2 separate regions of the Mus musculus genome follow, and region 1 is linked to region 2. Evidence: chromatin contacts called from public HiChIP or PLAC-seq data. All regions are on one chromosome and are shown on one strand. The core of a region is the stretch at or near the end of the contact, and the rest is flanking DNA. Distances in the headings are between cores, read along the strand shown.

Evidence for each region. HiChIP or PLAC-seq counts read pairs in DNA pulled down with a chosen protein or histone mark.
Region 1: an H3K27ac HiChIP or PLAC-seq map of embryonic stem cells shows a contact between it and region 2, with 5 times the contacts expected there. The contact joins the promoter of D030056L22Rik here to the enhancer-like site in region 2. A contact is called at or near these places in 6 of 39 promoter capture datasets (cranial neural crest, frontonasal cranial neural crest, hippocampal neurons and 3 more), 1 of 484 Hi-C or Micro-C datasets (the G1E-ER4 cell line), 3 of 115 datasets of contacts at active chromatin or transcription factors (embryonic forebrain and embryonic stem cells) and 1 of 9 other capture datasets (embryonic stem cells).

What each region holds. Positions count from the first base shown.
Region 1 is chr19:18,707,477-18,715,001 of GRCm38.p6, reverse strand. It overlaps D030056L22Rik (RIKEN cDNA D030056L22 gene), which reads right to left and starts at 1,767. Exons shown (of 2, transcript NM_001374130.1): 1 at 1,343-1,767. The coding sequence starts at 1,678.
Region 2 is chr19:17,434,278-17,442,125 of GRCm38.p6, reverse strand. Pcsk5 (proprotein convertase subtilisin/kexin type 5) reads left to right here. Exons shown (of 38, transcript NM_001190483.2): 36 at 3,007-3,107; 37 at 5,487-5,673. Among named protein-coding and RNA genes, the nearest start is that of Rfk, 44 kb to the right of the region's middle. Within about 2 kb of position 2,480, at least 5 of the 459 cell types and tissues checked have an H3K27ac peak or open chromatin away from gene starts, as enhancers often do.

The DNA.
Region 1 (7,525 bases), core at 518-3,017, 1.3 Mb before region 2:
TGCTTTTTGTTACATCCTTTTCTCCTGGATGATTAGCTCTTAAAACAAACCTTTGTCTTTGGAAGCTAGAAAAGATGGAGAATTCCTATCTTCTCAAGGTTCTTCAGAAGATAAGGAACTCAAGGAGCAGAGCTGACAGAACACTCCTGGGCCTCACGGTCTTCTGCTGGCTGCTACTAACAAGGGAAGACCAACAGGTCTAGCCAACTGTGTCTAAGCAAGGACTGGATGGTGTGGTGTCTGCTTACTGAACGCTCGCTCCCCTTGGCCAGTCAGTCTCTCTCATCACCTGTGCACATAAAGCTAGGGTGCCTGCAGTTACATCCAATACTTCTGCTTAAGAAACCAGTAACTTTCACCTAAAAACAGTGAGTGTAGTATTGAAAGATAATCTCCCTGAACGCCTTTAATCTCAGCACTCGAAAGGCAAGAGGAAATGTGGATCTCTGGGTTCGAGGCCAGCCTGGTCCAGGACAGCCAGGGCTACACGAAGAGAAAATTTCCGTTATCTTATCAACTTTGTTATAAAATAACTAGAAAAGGACACTGAGCAGACGCATGCCAAGGTGGCTGAGTTTGGCGAGCTCTAAGAATCACCCTTGCTTCTTCACCTCATGCTCCACCAACTTATGCAAGAACTGCTTTAAAGAAGGCTCTTGAGTCCCTAAGTCGGGCCAATGCTGTGCGATACATATATAGTATGGGTTATAACTCACTCGAAGGCCGGGCAGTGGTGGCCCACGCCTTTAATCCCAGCACTTGGGAGGCAGTGGCAGGCGGATTTCTGAGTTCAAGGCCAGCCTGGTCTACAGAGTGAGTTCCAGGACAGCCAGGGCTACACATAGATAAACCCTGTCTGAAAAAGCAAAACACTCACTTTAAGTTTTCTAGTCACGTGTCTAAAAATAAAATTAACAAACAGTACACCCAATATGCGGCAAGTTGCTTCGTGTGTAACACAGTTCAGAACCCGACCCTTTATCTTAAAACATATTTGGCGCTCCTACTCTTCTTACACTTAAAACACATAAGTTTGGTCAAGTTATATTTCTAGTGTATTCTGTCTGATCACATGGCTAGCGGCTACCAAAACAAAGCAGCGGAGAGGACAGTGAGTCCAACAATCCATTCTCACAGCACTGAACATTAGGAGTTAACAGGTCCTCTGATGAATGCTACTGGAAAGCATGCTAGAAGTTCTACAGCATTCCCCATCAAATTAAACGCCTCTCTCCCGTTGGTCACTGAGCTGACCCTCTAGGGTCCAGCCCGTCTGGCCCACTCGATGGCCCGACTTCCGCGGCCTGGCACCGAGCTCCGGGCTAGTGAGTAGCGGACCTACCTGGCTGTGCACCCCGTCGGCTACCTGCGGGCTGCCCGCGCTTTCTACTCTGTCGCCGCCGCCCGCGGCCCGGGGTTCCTCCTGCTCGCCAGGAGGTGGCTCTCCGGGCTCCCGGCTACAGCCCTGCAGCTCCTGTCTGTCGTCCCCGCCGCCGCGTCGCTTGCGGGGCGCAGACGCAGGCTCCGCCATGATCCCCGCGTCCCCCTGGCGCTTGAGGGGCCGAGCCGTCCCAGACGGCGGGACCCAGAGCGGCGGCTCCTCGGGGAAGTCGCTGAGCAGGAGCCGCTTCCAAGGCACGCGGAACGTGAGCGGCTCAGCCGCACGCCGCTTGGCCATGGGCCAGGGACGAGGGTCGCGCGGGCGGCGGGCGGAGGGCGAAGGGCAGCGCAGAGCTCGGCTGTCCCGAGGGCGGACGAGACGTTGTGGGGGAGCCACCGCGCAGCGCCGGAGTTTCGAACCTGCGCCGTGATGCGCGCGCACCTGCGCCCATCCAGCACAGCCGCTGGTTGGTGGAGGCTCGCGGTTCGCGTTCCCGAGCGCCCTTGCGGCCGGAAGTGCGCCCTCTGAGGGGGCGGGGCATGGGGATGTGGATGGAAGGAGGCCGCTACCCCCTGGCGGCCTTCTTTTGACTTGCACGGTTGTTCGCATTCCCCTGTGTGTGCGCCTCTCGGTCCCCAAGCGAGGACTCGGGCAGGAGCGGCCGAAAGACTCCGCGGCCTCAGAGGTCCCAGCGGCAAGTGCGCTGGGGCCCTTTCCTCTGTGCTGCGATCCTGGGGCGGCGGAAGTGTCTGCTTAGCCCGCAGCGGCCTGCAGGTTCCAGGACCTCTCCAGTGGGTGGTGTCTTGGCAGAAAAATGTAAACCGTGGCAGAAATAAGTCCGTACTTTTTTTTTTTTTTTTTTTTTTGGTAAAAAGCAAAAAGTAACTAAAGGATAGGGTGCTTGCCTACCATGCCCAAGGCCTTAGATTCTATCCCCAGTGCTGCAAGGATAAGGAGAAAACGCAGTAACCAAACAAAACTAAGGAAAAAACAAAACAAACAAAAAGAAACCAAGCCCATCAACGCTCCGGAGAAACATTCTTTCTAGGGCATGGTAGAGCTGTTTTAGCTGATAGGTACTGTGTATGGGTGTATTTATGAATATGCGCCATGTGCATGCTTAAATATCTCTAGATGTAGTTGTAAGCCATCTACACAGAGAAACTTCCTTCCAGCACTGGGGATTGAACCTACGGCCTTGGGCATGGGAGGCAAGATCTCTATCCTTGAGTTACTTTTTGCTTTTACCGAAAGACTAAAATACTGGCTCAAACAAACCCATCACGGTTTGCATTGGTGGGAGGACAGCAAATAACCAACAAGCACAAACAGCGTTATCGGTAGTGTACAGAAAGTTCTGTTTGATCGCTCCATTTCCTGTTTGCACTTGGTAATTCTTCCACCTGGAACAAATGATAAATTCGCCATTGCCATTTTCACACTAGTGACACAGATGATTTGTTGTGCGGAGACCATGTTCCAACACAATAGAATACAACATGGGCAGGTGTGTTCCTTCTGTTCTCCAGAATCTTGCTGCCCTCCCCCCACCCCGCCCCTCATTCCTTGTGATACTTAGCATTATGTACACAAGGTAGTATAAAGCATATGCATAGCTAAAATGACCGTAACACGCAAGTGTCCCTGCCTGGCTTCAGAAGGGAAAGAGCATCTGTGTGCCTCTTCACTGTCCCGTTTCTCTTTCCTGTCCCCAAGTAGTCTTGTTTCGGACCATGAATTACTACTTCTTTGTAATTTCCCCCTCAGTCCACTCACTTATCTGTATTTCTAAGATGCTTTTTTGGATTTGCTAATATTTTAAGATATACTAAGATCTAGCTGACATACAATACGCTGCTTATTTTTAGACGTGGCATTTTGCCATACATACACATGCGCCTGCGAAGACATGAGAGTGCATCGCCTTAAAAGCTTTATCTTAAAAGTGGTTTGGAAAACCTTTAGTCCTAGCACTCGGGAGGCAGAGGCAGTCTGTGAGTTCTTGGCCAGTCTGGTCTACAGATCTAGTTCCAGGATAGTCACGGCTACACAGAGAGACCCTGTCTTGAAAAACAAAATCTATAAATGCTAAGAGCATTGTTCAAAAATGCGTTGTACAGATTTATTACAAAGTGTTTTTCTGAATGCTTTTTATAGCACCAGAGGTTGTTTATTATTATTATTATTATTATTATTATTATTATTATTATTATTATTTTGCATCCTCATCAGCAAACAATATGGCCAATGTGAAATGGTATCTCATTGTGGCCTCAATTTGCATCTCACCCAATCAGTGAAGCTGGACATGTTTTTTTGTTGTTGTTGTTTTTTTGGTTTTTTTTTTTTTTTTTTTTTTTTTTGTATTTATAGATTTTTGGTTTTGGTACAGGAATCCTTGTTAATTGTTGTAGCTTCCCCTAGCCTTGAGTAGGCTGGCTTTGACCTTGCTGCCAAAGAGTAAGAGACCACCTGGGGTGGAGCCTCCGATTTAGATGGCTCTATTGTTCTGTCACGTGTCACTGCTCTTCTCCAAGACACTGCTACCTGCTGAGAGGCCCTGGAGATATTCCGCAGACAGCATCTAGACATTACCTACAGACTGGCAACAGGCATCAAGAATGGATTGGCGGGCCGGGCATTGGTGTCACATGCCTTTAATCCCAGCACTTGGGAGGCAGAGGCAGATGGATTTCTGAATTCGAGGCCAGCCTGGTCTACAAAGTGAGTTCCAGGACAGCCAGGGCTATACAGAGAAACCCTGTCTGGGGGGGAGGGGAGGGGGAGGGAAGGATTGGCGGGGCATGGGCCTCCCCTCTTTATAAGCACAGACTCTTAGTAAACTTTGGGGCCTTGAACAGACATGTCTTGGCCTCCATTATTTCTCTTGTCATTTCCTTCCATACAGTTCCGGCCTCCCACACAAGAACCCAGTTAGTGTGGCTGCAGGCAGCTTACAATAGTTAATATTGTTCTTTGCCAAACAAATTCTACACTTATATGTGTTTCAAATGACCAGTCCTGTTTTTCTTTGGGTTTAGTCTGCTATAAGGTTGATCCTTTACCATTGGGGCCTCAAGATCACCTGAACTAAAGTGCCTGGTGGCCCAGGCTGGATGGCTACACGTCGGTTAAGGCATAGTGCATCTTTAAAAACTAGACCAGATGTCCTTTTTCTCTGGTTTGTGAGAACCTTTTTATTTAGTATCCTAGAAAAATTCGATTTGGTGTTAGAAATATCAACTTCTTGCTGGAGAGATGGCTCAGTGGTTAAGAGCACTAACTTAACTACTCTTCCGGAGGTCCCGAGTTCAAATCATCCATAATGAGATCTGATACCTTCTTCTGGTGTGTCTGAAGACAGCTACAGTGTACTTACATATAATAACAAATAAATCTTTGGGGCGGAGTGAGCTGAGCCGGAGCAAGCAGAGGTCCTGAGTTCAATTCCCAATAACCATCTGTACAGCTACAGTGTACTCATACACATGAAATAAATAAGTCTTTAAATACAAAAATACCACCTTCTACTAATCTGTGTCTTTTATTTTCATTTTATGGTGAATTATTCGACTTTATTTGTGAGACAAGTTCTTAATATATATCCCTGGCTGGCCTGGAGTTCTCTAAATAGGCCAGGTTGACCGCACATTGATCTACCTGCCTCTGCCTCCTGAGAACTGGAATTAAAGGTGTGAAATAAGACTTAACTTTCCTTTCTTTTCTTTCTTTCTCTTCCTCTCTTTTTCTTTCTTTCTCTTCCTTTCTTCCTTCCTTCCGTTCTTTCCTTTTTTCCCCAAGACAGGGTTTCTCTGTATAGTTCTGCCTATCCTGGAACTCACTTTGTAGACCAGGCTGGCCTCGAACTCAGAAATCCACCTGCCTCTGCCTCCCGAGTGCTGGGATTAAAGGCACGCACCACCACGCCCCGGCTCCATTCTTTCTTTTATGTATGCGAGTACACTGTTACAGTCTTCAGACGCACCAAAACTGGGCATGGGATCCCATTACAGATGGTTGTGAGCCACCATGTGGTGGCTGAACTCAGAACCTCTGGAAGAGCAGTCAGTGCTCTAAACTGCTGAGCCATCTTTCCAGTCCTTTATTTTTATAGTGCATTCATTACCTTGATTATGTCTGCACATGTAATGCCACAGCACAGTACACATGTGGAAGCCAGAGAACAAGCTGTAAAAGGTGTTTTCTCCTTCCATCTTTTGAGTCCCAGGGATCAAATTCCGTTGCTCATACCCAGTGGCACATTCCTTAACCCATGGAGCAATCTTATTAGCCCGCATGGCTTAATTTTAATATAGTAAAATAGATCTTCATGTCTTAGTTTGCCTGCCTAAACATTTACTTTTGTCTAAACATTTTATAGTGTCCTACTTGTCTTTCCATTCTTAAGGCCTTCATTCACTTGGAATCAGTGTGTGCACACGTATGTCTGAATGCGGAGAGGAAGGTCTGAGTCCCCTCTCCCCATCTGGGATGATGGCCTTGCTTATTGTGCAGTTCCTACTCCATGCTAAAGTGAAATTTACAGGGTTGGCTACTCTCTAGTCAGCTCAACTATTCTCTTTGCAATTATGTCTCAGTAAATGGTATCTACATGGTTACATCTTAATAAGCAGGTTTGACAGTAAAAGTACTCACTTCCAAGCCGAAGAACCTGAGTCTAATCCTTGTGACCAGGATAATGGAGAAAGAAGACTCTAGCAAGATGTCCTTTGATCCACGCTGTGTGGCAAACTCAATGCACACTAAATTTTGTCAAGAGGTTTTGATAGCTGTAGAACAATCCTTGACGTTTTTTCAGTATTGTCTGCACTGCCTTAGCTCCTGGCTCTTCCATATGGAACCATCTCTAGTATTTCTGTTGGGTCTTTTGAGTTACAGTGGAATTACAGATAAGTCTGGGGAGAATTTTCATCTTTGCAGTATCAAGTCACTCCTTATTCAAGAGCTCTATTTAGATTTTTAAATGTCCTTCATTAGAATCTTATACTTTTGCCCATGTCTTTATAAGACCTTGAAAGTAGCACATGTGGTTACTTTGTCCTGAGGTGGACCAATCTACTGAGTCAAGGAAATGAGTCCACTTCACCTGCTTAGTATACTTTATTCATTGTTCTCTATTTTCCATTTCTCTGTCTGATTTCTGTTCAGTTTGTTGTTTGTTTTGTTTTTTCTTCTTCTTCTCTAGTTTTTTCTCATGGAGCCTAAAATTGAGTATAGCCTTTCTGATTGTTAGCCCAAGGTTACCTCAATTCACTGAATTGCTGAAGCAGGTGCTAGGACTGTGGGCACACAGCAGGACCAGCTGTCTTCTTTTTCAATACTAACATGCAAGTTGTAATTCTCCCAGTACTCCAGCCTCAGCTACAGTCTGCAATTTCTGGTATGTTGTTTTTATTGTTCTTGAGGTTTGAAATACTTCAGAATTTTTTCACTTCTATTAAATAATCAGAATGTTTTAAATTTGAACCCCTTGGCACTTTAGCTGTACCTCTTTGCATTAATATTTGATAGTTCCTCTAAAGGAACTATCTTCAGTTGGTTTTCAAAGTCTGTGTTTAAACTTTGTACTGCTTATGTAATAAGACATAACTGCCTTGCTACCTACAATCATACTGATCAAATAGTATCTTCTACCAATTCCGACTGTCCCATACTTTGGTATATAATGCATGCTGCCAATCCTAACAGGCCTTGTATAAGAGAAAACCAACTGAGAGGTAATCCTGACATTTATCACGCTGTGGCTGGTGAAGCACGCATGTACAGTAAATAAATAATGTAACAAAAATAAGATGCAGCAGATTCCTGTTCTCAACACTTCTGTCAGTAATGCGAAAGAAGCTGCTTTTGAATAAACGCTCCCAATTTCTTGGTAAACAAGTAACCCATACTGTCTCCCTCTTCCACCCTCCTATGACGGCGTGCCAAGGTCAGGTGCGTTAACAGATAGATAGGTCTTCACCACTCAGGGACCCCTGGGAGACTACTGCATTGTGGATGGGTGAACGCAGTAGGTAGAGTCTAAAGAAGTTCCTCGGTGGTGCATGTGTTTGGTCCCCAGTGATTGTTTAGAGGTGAAAGGCTCTGACTTCATGAATGGATTATTCCTTTGACGGCTTCATA
Region 2 (7,848 bases), core at 1,231-3,730:
CAGAGCACTGACTCCTCCAGTCCGTTCTGCCAAGGCCGCTTTCTGCTCTATTGCACTCAGCATGTTTTTTCAAAAGCCTTTCCCCAACCTTCCAGCCAGTGTTGCCTTACAATTCTGAGTATCCATTCATCTATTTATTTACTCAACAAAGACTTATCCAGCCATCTTGGATATCCAGATTCCAGGAAATCAGGGTAGTTTACTTGGTGTAATTTTCGTTCTTGTTTTTTTTCTTTTTTTCCAGAAACCAAAACCACTGCTATGATAAAATAATTAAAAAAAAAATACCCCTGCAAAAAAAAAATAAAACAATTTAGGGGAGGAATAGTTTATTTTAGCTCACAGTTCCAAGTTAGGTTCATCATCATAGCAGGGAAGTCGAAGGAGCAAGAATTGAAAAACCCCTAGTCATATCCACAATAAATGTGGTAAAAACAAGATGTCAATAAATAACTGTACTGTCATTTGCTAAACCTGGCAGACCTTATTTCTACCCGTTAGTGTTGTGCAGTGAGCCAGGGGAGGACTATCATTAGGTAAGTTGCTGTGTCTTAACACAGGTACATCACAACAAAGCACAAACCATATTTGAACACTTTTAATGTGGATTGGAAGTATCATTTATGATGACAGAGGGCAGTTGTAAGAACACTACAATTCTCTACTAGACTTGAAATTTCCTCCAAATTAAGGGTGGCAGCTCGAGCATTCCTTTCACAAGCTCATCAACACAGGATCCCCAAGACAGGGTTCAGGGGTGACTGGAAGCACTGGGTGGATCTGGAGAAAGCCCACAGGTTGGATTCTTCTTTGTCTTCCTGTGTGGAACTTGGGCCTAGAACTCACTGCTACGCATTTCCAGCCTCCATATTCACCTCCACTGCTGACTTTAGGATAGCACACATATCCTTTGCCAGTTAGAGTGTCTTGTGCTAACTCTGGTCTCGAAACACACAGATTATAGAAGCTGAGGATTTCCCCCAACCTTAGGCTATAAATTAAATAGAAAAAAAAGTTTAAATTTTTCTGAAACATTAACTGTCACACTAAGGAGGACATGGAAAACGAATCGAGAAAAAGTTAGCAGTTTGAATGAACAGAATGTCTGTTTTTCATCCACTTTCAACTGCCCAGTAAGTTTAGCTGTTAAGAAGAAAGCTATTGGAGCTGGTGAGTTGGCTCCACAGTTAAGAGTACTGACTGCTCTTCCAGAGGTCCTGAGTTCAATTCCCAGCAACCACGTGGTGGCTCACAACCATCTGTAATGGGATTTAATACCCTCTTCTGGTGTGTGTGAAGACAGCTACAGTGTACTCATATTAATAAAAAATAAGTCTTTAAAAAATAAAAAAGAGGAAGAAAGTTATTTGACAGCCACAGGGCACACACTTGTAACTCCAGCACTTAGAAGACTGGGATAGGAGGAGGCTAGAAGGTTGAAGTCAGCCACAGGGGGATGGAGGGGTGGAGGTGGAGGTGGGGGGAGGGGGAGGGTGGACACATTGACATCCTGTGGGAAAAGGGAAGAGAGAACAGAAACAGCAGGGAAAGGGGAGGAAAGTAGGGGAGGGGACAAAAAGGGGAGAAGAGGGAACAGAAGTAGGGGCGGGGAAGGGGAGGAGAGAAAAGAAGAGGAAAGGGTTGGGGAGGGAAGAGAAAAATAGCATTCTGAAGCACAGGGAGTCAGGGAGGTGGGTGCACCACACATGGACCTAATCTATACCATTATGTGCAGCTGCTGCCTCTGGAGTGAGTTATGTCCTTCCTTTAGCAAGCTCACCTTCTTATTTATCTTCCCCACACAGTATAAACCCTGAACTTCTCAAACAAACTCTTTCTTTTTTGTTTTTTGTTTTTTTAGGGTTAGGGTTATTATTATATCTTAGTACATTGCAGTTGTCTTTAGACACACTAAAAGATGCCATCAGATCTCATTATGGATGGTTTGTGAGTCAACCATGTGGTTGCTGGGATTTGAACTCAAGACCTTCGGAAGAGCAGTCAGTGCTCTTAACTGCTGAGCCATCTCTCCAACCCTAAGCTGGAGACCTTTGATGGCAGGCTGACTCTGCCCATTGCTCCTCACAGTCAATTCCCAGGGCTGCCCTGCATGAATTGAATTCACAGGGCTGGTTTGGGGGAGGGGGATGAAAATAGGCTAGGTCAGTGAAAAGCAAAGCAGATGGTGAGCTGTTCTGAATTTTAAGGAAATGTGAAAAGGTCTGTCTTTACAGCCTCAAGGCCCCTTAGAAGCAGTAATAGAGCCTCTTAGCCTTGGAAAAAACAAACAAACAAACAAACAAACAAATGCCCAGGAACTTAAGTCTTTGTGAAAGCTATGTGTTCAGGGCTTGCAATACAGCAAAGGAGGACATGAAAATAAAGTTACTGGTTTCCACCAAGGCTGACACACTCCACTGAATACTACCTAGGGCCTGGACTTGAGCCAAATTGGAAAGGAAGCAATCTTAGTTCCAGTCACACTGGTCTGCCAGCCTGCTACACAGCGGGAAGGCTATGTATATAATAATGCATATTGCAAACTATCTAGCAAAGGGGATTTCGAATCCTCAAGGAAACCACAAACGTTTGATGGTAGGAGAAGAAAAAGATTTCATGAACATTCCTTTTCCAGCAGGAGTTGGAACCCTGGGCCTTCCTTTTACATGCTGGGCAGGGAGGCTCCCACAGGCTACATCCTGGCTGGCCCCTCAGGTTTCAGAAGCATTCCACATGACTTCTCGTCTTCTAGAAATCTTTTGCTGTGACACATCATCTCTCGTCCTCAAATTCTCACTGTCCAGACTGAGAGTCCCTGGGAAGAGACTGCGAATTCTGTGTGTCTTTACTTTGTCCTGTAGATACTTGTCATAGCCTCGGTCCCCTTTCAGCTTCAATTTACTTGACATTTTCCTTACTCCCAAGTTTTTTGACTGCAAAACAGAGGTTAGAATCTGAAATCTGTCTCATAATGTGATTTTTTTTCTCTCTCTCTCTCTCTTTCAGGAAAGGAGGCGTGGAGTTGCTTGTCCTGTGTGTGGAGCTACCACCTTCTGAAAGGAATCTGCATCCCAGAATGTATCGTAGGGGAATACAGAGAGGGAAAGGTACTGAGACCTGGGCTTGGTGTATGCTCTTCCACTCCCACCCTTGGAGAGCTCATTTCCCACATGTCTTTCTGGGAAGTGAAAATGGCCTACATATGGCTACACTCCGCACAGCCTATGTTTAACACTGAACCATCTCTTTCATTCATAAGATACTCAGGCTACCAACCTTCAGCTTCCATGAGATTCACAAGAACTGAAAGGATCTAAGATAACTTGAGCCCTATAGCCATTCGTTATGACCACAGAGGAAGCTCAGTCCCCCATTACAACAGAAATACAAACTCTCCTCTTTCTGGCTGTTTGAACAGAACACAGGAGGAAGCTTGCTGGCCCTGCTCTTCCAATTCCTCCACATCTTACAGCAAGTATAGGATAAGCAGCTTTCCTGGGAGCCACTGATTTTCTGCATCCATTCTTGGTTGTGTTCCTAAACTTGAAACCATAAGAAAATGCATCGATAGTTGAAATAAATAAAAATAAAATCATTAAAATAAAAATAAATAAAATAAATCAACACATTTGCTCACAAGCTCTGTTTGAATTCTGACATCAAAGTTAAAGTTCAGAGAATCGGGCTCCGAGAAGTTTAAGAATTTATTGACGATCACATGGATAGAAGTTACATAGGTAGCACCACACCCAGAAGATGTGACAAGAAGATCTGAAAGCATCATAGATACTCCCAACTGCTTCAAGAAAAGCAAATCCCATTTCTCTTTTTCTTTCCTTTTCACGTATTTATTTTCAGGGAAAATAGCACACACTGCAAGTGCCCCGCCACTGAGCATCCGACCTTTGTGCTCCTCCTCCTTGTCATCCGTTTCACTGAAGGTTTGGATGCACGGTAAGCCAGTATCTTCTGGGCCACTGACATGGCTTAGTAGGTAAAAGTGCTGGCTGCATGAGCAACTTGAGTGTAATCCTCAGATCCCATGACAGAAGGAAAGAACAGCTCCTAAAAGTTATCCTCTGACCTCCGCATGCATGCCTACATATACATCTGTACACACATACAAACACTACCACCACCAATAACAACAATTATTGTTGTTGTTGTTGTTGTTGTTGTTGTTGTTGTTGTTGTTGCTGCTGCTGTTATTTAAATGGGATGTCTTTCCCTAACCTATATGTCTAGCAGCAGGGAAGGAGAGAGTTGTTGCCATGGACCTTGAACCCTCTTCCAATAAGGTTTTCTGTTTGTTTGTTTGTTTTGTTTGTTTGTTTGTTTATTCGAGACAGGGTTTCTCTGTGTAGCCCTGGCTGTCCTGGCACTCACTTTGTAGACCAGGCTGACCTCGAACTCAGAAATCCGCCTGCCTCTGCCTCCCAAGTGCTGGGATTAAAGGCGTGCACCACCAGCGCCCAGCTCCAATGAGTTTTAATTGTCTTAGTTATAATTTCCAATTATATTCTGAGTCTGGGCACAAGAATCCAGGAACCATAGAAGTGAAGCAGGTAACTAATATAAAAGAGTAAGGGCCAAAGAAAACCACAACACCAACTTGATGGAAAGTAGAAATCAAATCCCTGCATTCAGGAGGCTGAGCACAGGAGCAGAATCATTGAAGCCAGCCCAGCCAGGCTACATAACAAGGTAGATAGATGAGAGAGAGAGAGAAAGAGAGAGAGAGAATAGATAGATAGATAGATAGATAGGTAGGTAGGTAGATAGATAGATAGATAGATAGATAGATAGATAGATAGGTAGATACATAGATACATAGATAAATAGATAGATGATTATTAGATATAGATACATAGATAGACCAACAACAACAAGAAAAAACTGCACATAGACAGAAAATAAAAAAAAAAAAAGGAAACCAATGTGCCATCTAGATGTTGACAAACACAAAGCACTGGGAATTGCATCACATTAGAAAAGTCCAAGAAGGAGACCACTGCCTTTCTCCTCTGCTCCTGAGGTTGCCAAGTGGGAGTAGTGACCTGGGTGGTAAGTGCTCTGGATCTGAGAAGGAATTAGTAACTGACTGGAATACTGCCTTTGCAAAGTGCAGTTATGTGAAAATGCCTAGAAGCAAAAGTGTGTAGCAAAGTTTGACACAACTGGTCCTTGACCTTTGAGTTTGTTACATTGTAACAAAGCCCTCCAGAAGCCTGGAATTCTCCTACTATTATTATTCCTAGAGTGTCTCAGAGGTCAGGGTCCAACTAAGGTTTCCTCCAATTGTACACTTTGGTTTGGTCTTTTACCCAGCACAAATAAAATGGACTAGAACACTCACACCGCCTCACCACCACCACTAATCACTTTCTTCCCTACTCAGAGGAACAAGAGAAAGCAGCCATTTGAGAACTCCAGCACCTAGTTAAAACCTCTGCACTCAGAAACCACTTCTTTCCTGTTCTTAACAGGGAGAAAACTTTAACTGTAAAAAATGCCACGAGAGCTGCATGGAATGCAAGGGTCCAGGCAGCAAGAACTGCACCGGGTGCTCAGCTGGCCTGCTGCTGGACATGGACGACAACCGCTGCCTCCATTGCTGCAATGCCTCCCACTCCCGCAGATCCCAGGACTGCTGCGACTGCCAGAGTTCCACAGGTGAGGGCAGGTGGGACGGCCTGCAGGAAAATGGCACATCCTCCTCAGAAAGCTGATGGCTCTAGAGTGGAAGGCATATGAATAGTTCACCAAGTGTCTGCTGTGCACCTACCTACATTGTGCACCTACCTACCTACCTACGTGGAACTTCGTGGTTCACAAATTGTGTTTGTTTTCACCTCTGTGGCAGATACCTGGCAAGAACTATTTAAAGAAGGGTTTATTTTGGCTCACGGTGTCAGAGATTTTTAAGTTCATGGTCCTAAGCTCTGTCATTTCTAGGCAACGGTGAGCCTCAGTCTCCTGGCAGAAAGCACGTGGTAGAGCATCACAGCTCACCACGTGGCAGTCAGGAAACACAGAAGTTTGAGAAAACGTATCCTCCTGGGACGTGTCCCAGTAACCTATGTCCTCCGACTGGAACGCATCTTTCACCACCTCTAAGTAATGTCATCATATTAGGTATCTGTCAATAGATTCATCTACTGAATAGGTCGAATCCCCAGCATCTGTCACTCTCCATAAGCTCATCAACTAGCAACCAAGGCCCCAAGTCTTTGGGGGAGATATCCGAGGTTCAAACCTTAATCAAACAGACCCTATTTAAGCAACAAAGAGACAGAGGCCCAAAGGCTGGATTATCCTGCTCAAGTCCACAGTAATAGGTAGGAGGCTCTAACCAGGCTTTATGGTACGTGTGTGTATAATCCAAACACTTAGGAGGTAGAAGCAGGAAGATCAAGAGGTCAGGACCACTCTTAGCTAAATTGAAAGTTTGAGAGACCATCTGGGGCTACCTCAATTTTTGAGACTAGACTTCATATTTTAAGAAAAATCACATATACACATGCACACCACAGATGCTCAACTGGAATTTGAACATTGGCCTACTAGACTGCAAAGCCACAAAGCCTCACATTCTTTCTGCAGTTATGCTGCCCCCATCTTAATGAAGTCTAGAATTTGATCTTCCTAAATGTATTTTGTTTCTTTTTTTTTTTTATCTTTGCTCCTAAGGGAAAGGGAGGAAGGAATTGGTTATCTTGATTCTCCTGAAACTCACTCTACTCTAGCTCAAATCTAGCCATTTCGATAGAGATTTGAAGCATTTTAGAAATAAGATATCATGGAAAGCTAAGAATAAATGAAACAACTTTACCAATTCCAAGCCTCCAATTATCCTCCAACCTCATCTGTGTATATTAAAACTGAGACCTAATCCCAAGGATAGTAAGCTATGAGTGCATCCAGCACCCTGAAAGGAAAACGTTCTCCAAAGGTCCAGTATAGATTCTCCTGTCTCAGGAACCACGTGCCACAGGCAGATAGATCACTTACCTGTCCCTCTAGTATGATCATATTTTCTCCAGGGAACAAGTGATGACATAGATAATGTTAAATACAATAACGATAATACTGCTAGTTTAGAGGAAACATTTTTGCTTGATGGGCAAGATCCTGTTAGCATAAAATAGGAACCCCATTAAACACCATTGGTGGGACAGGCAGAGGGTGTCAGTCACTGGGATTACTTAGTTGCAGGAGTGGTTGCAAGGTCCCCGTGGAGGGGTAGAGAATGTGAGAGAAAGTGGGGAATGAAGGGAGAGAAGAGAGGAGAGGAAGAGTCTACTGTGTATTAAAATTTCTACAACCAACTGGGCAGATAGCTTTTCCTCATACTTTTTTTTTTTTTTTTTTTTTTTTTTGCTTTACTGTATTACAAAGAAAATTTATTGATTACAAAGAAAATGAAACAAAATAGTTAAACTACTCAAGTCATACTACCTGAATGGATGAATATAAACTAAGAAAAATCATCGGAATGCTTAACTCTTCTATGGAGCCTTTTTGCTTCTGTCTGGTCCTGAGTGTGTGTGTGTGTGTGTGTGTGTGTGTATGCGTATGTCTGTATTTTCAGTGATGCCCTGAAAAACAGAGGCTTATGACTAAGAAAGGGCAGGGCTCTGGAATTCAAAGTTTGCAATTGTGCTATAAATCCCTTGTCATTTGAGATGGTAGTCAGAATGTTAGGATAATAGAGTATTCTGTTTCTTGCTCAGGGAATGCCAAGACTATCCAAGAAAACTAAAAACAGTGATCAGAGAATTTGCCTCCAGAATCCCACCTGAATTTGAAGTTAATGGCTTGGAAAATCCACTTGTTTTACAAACCAGT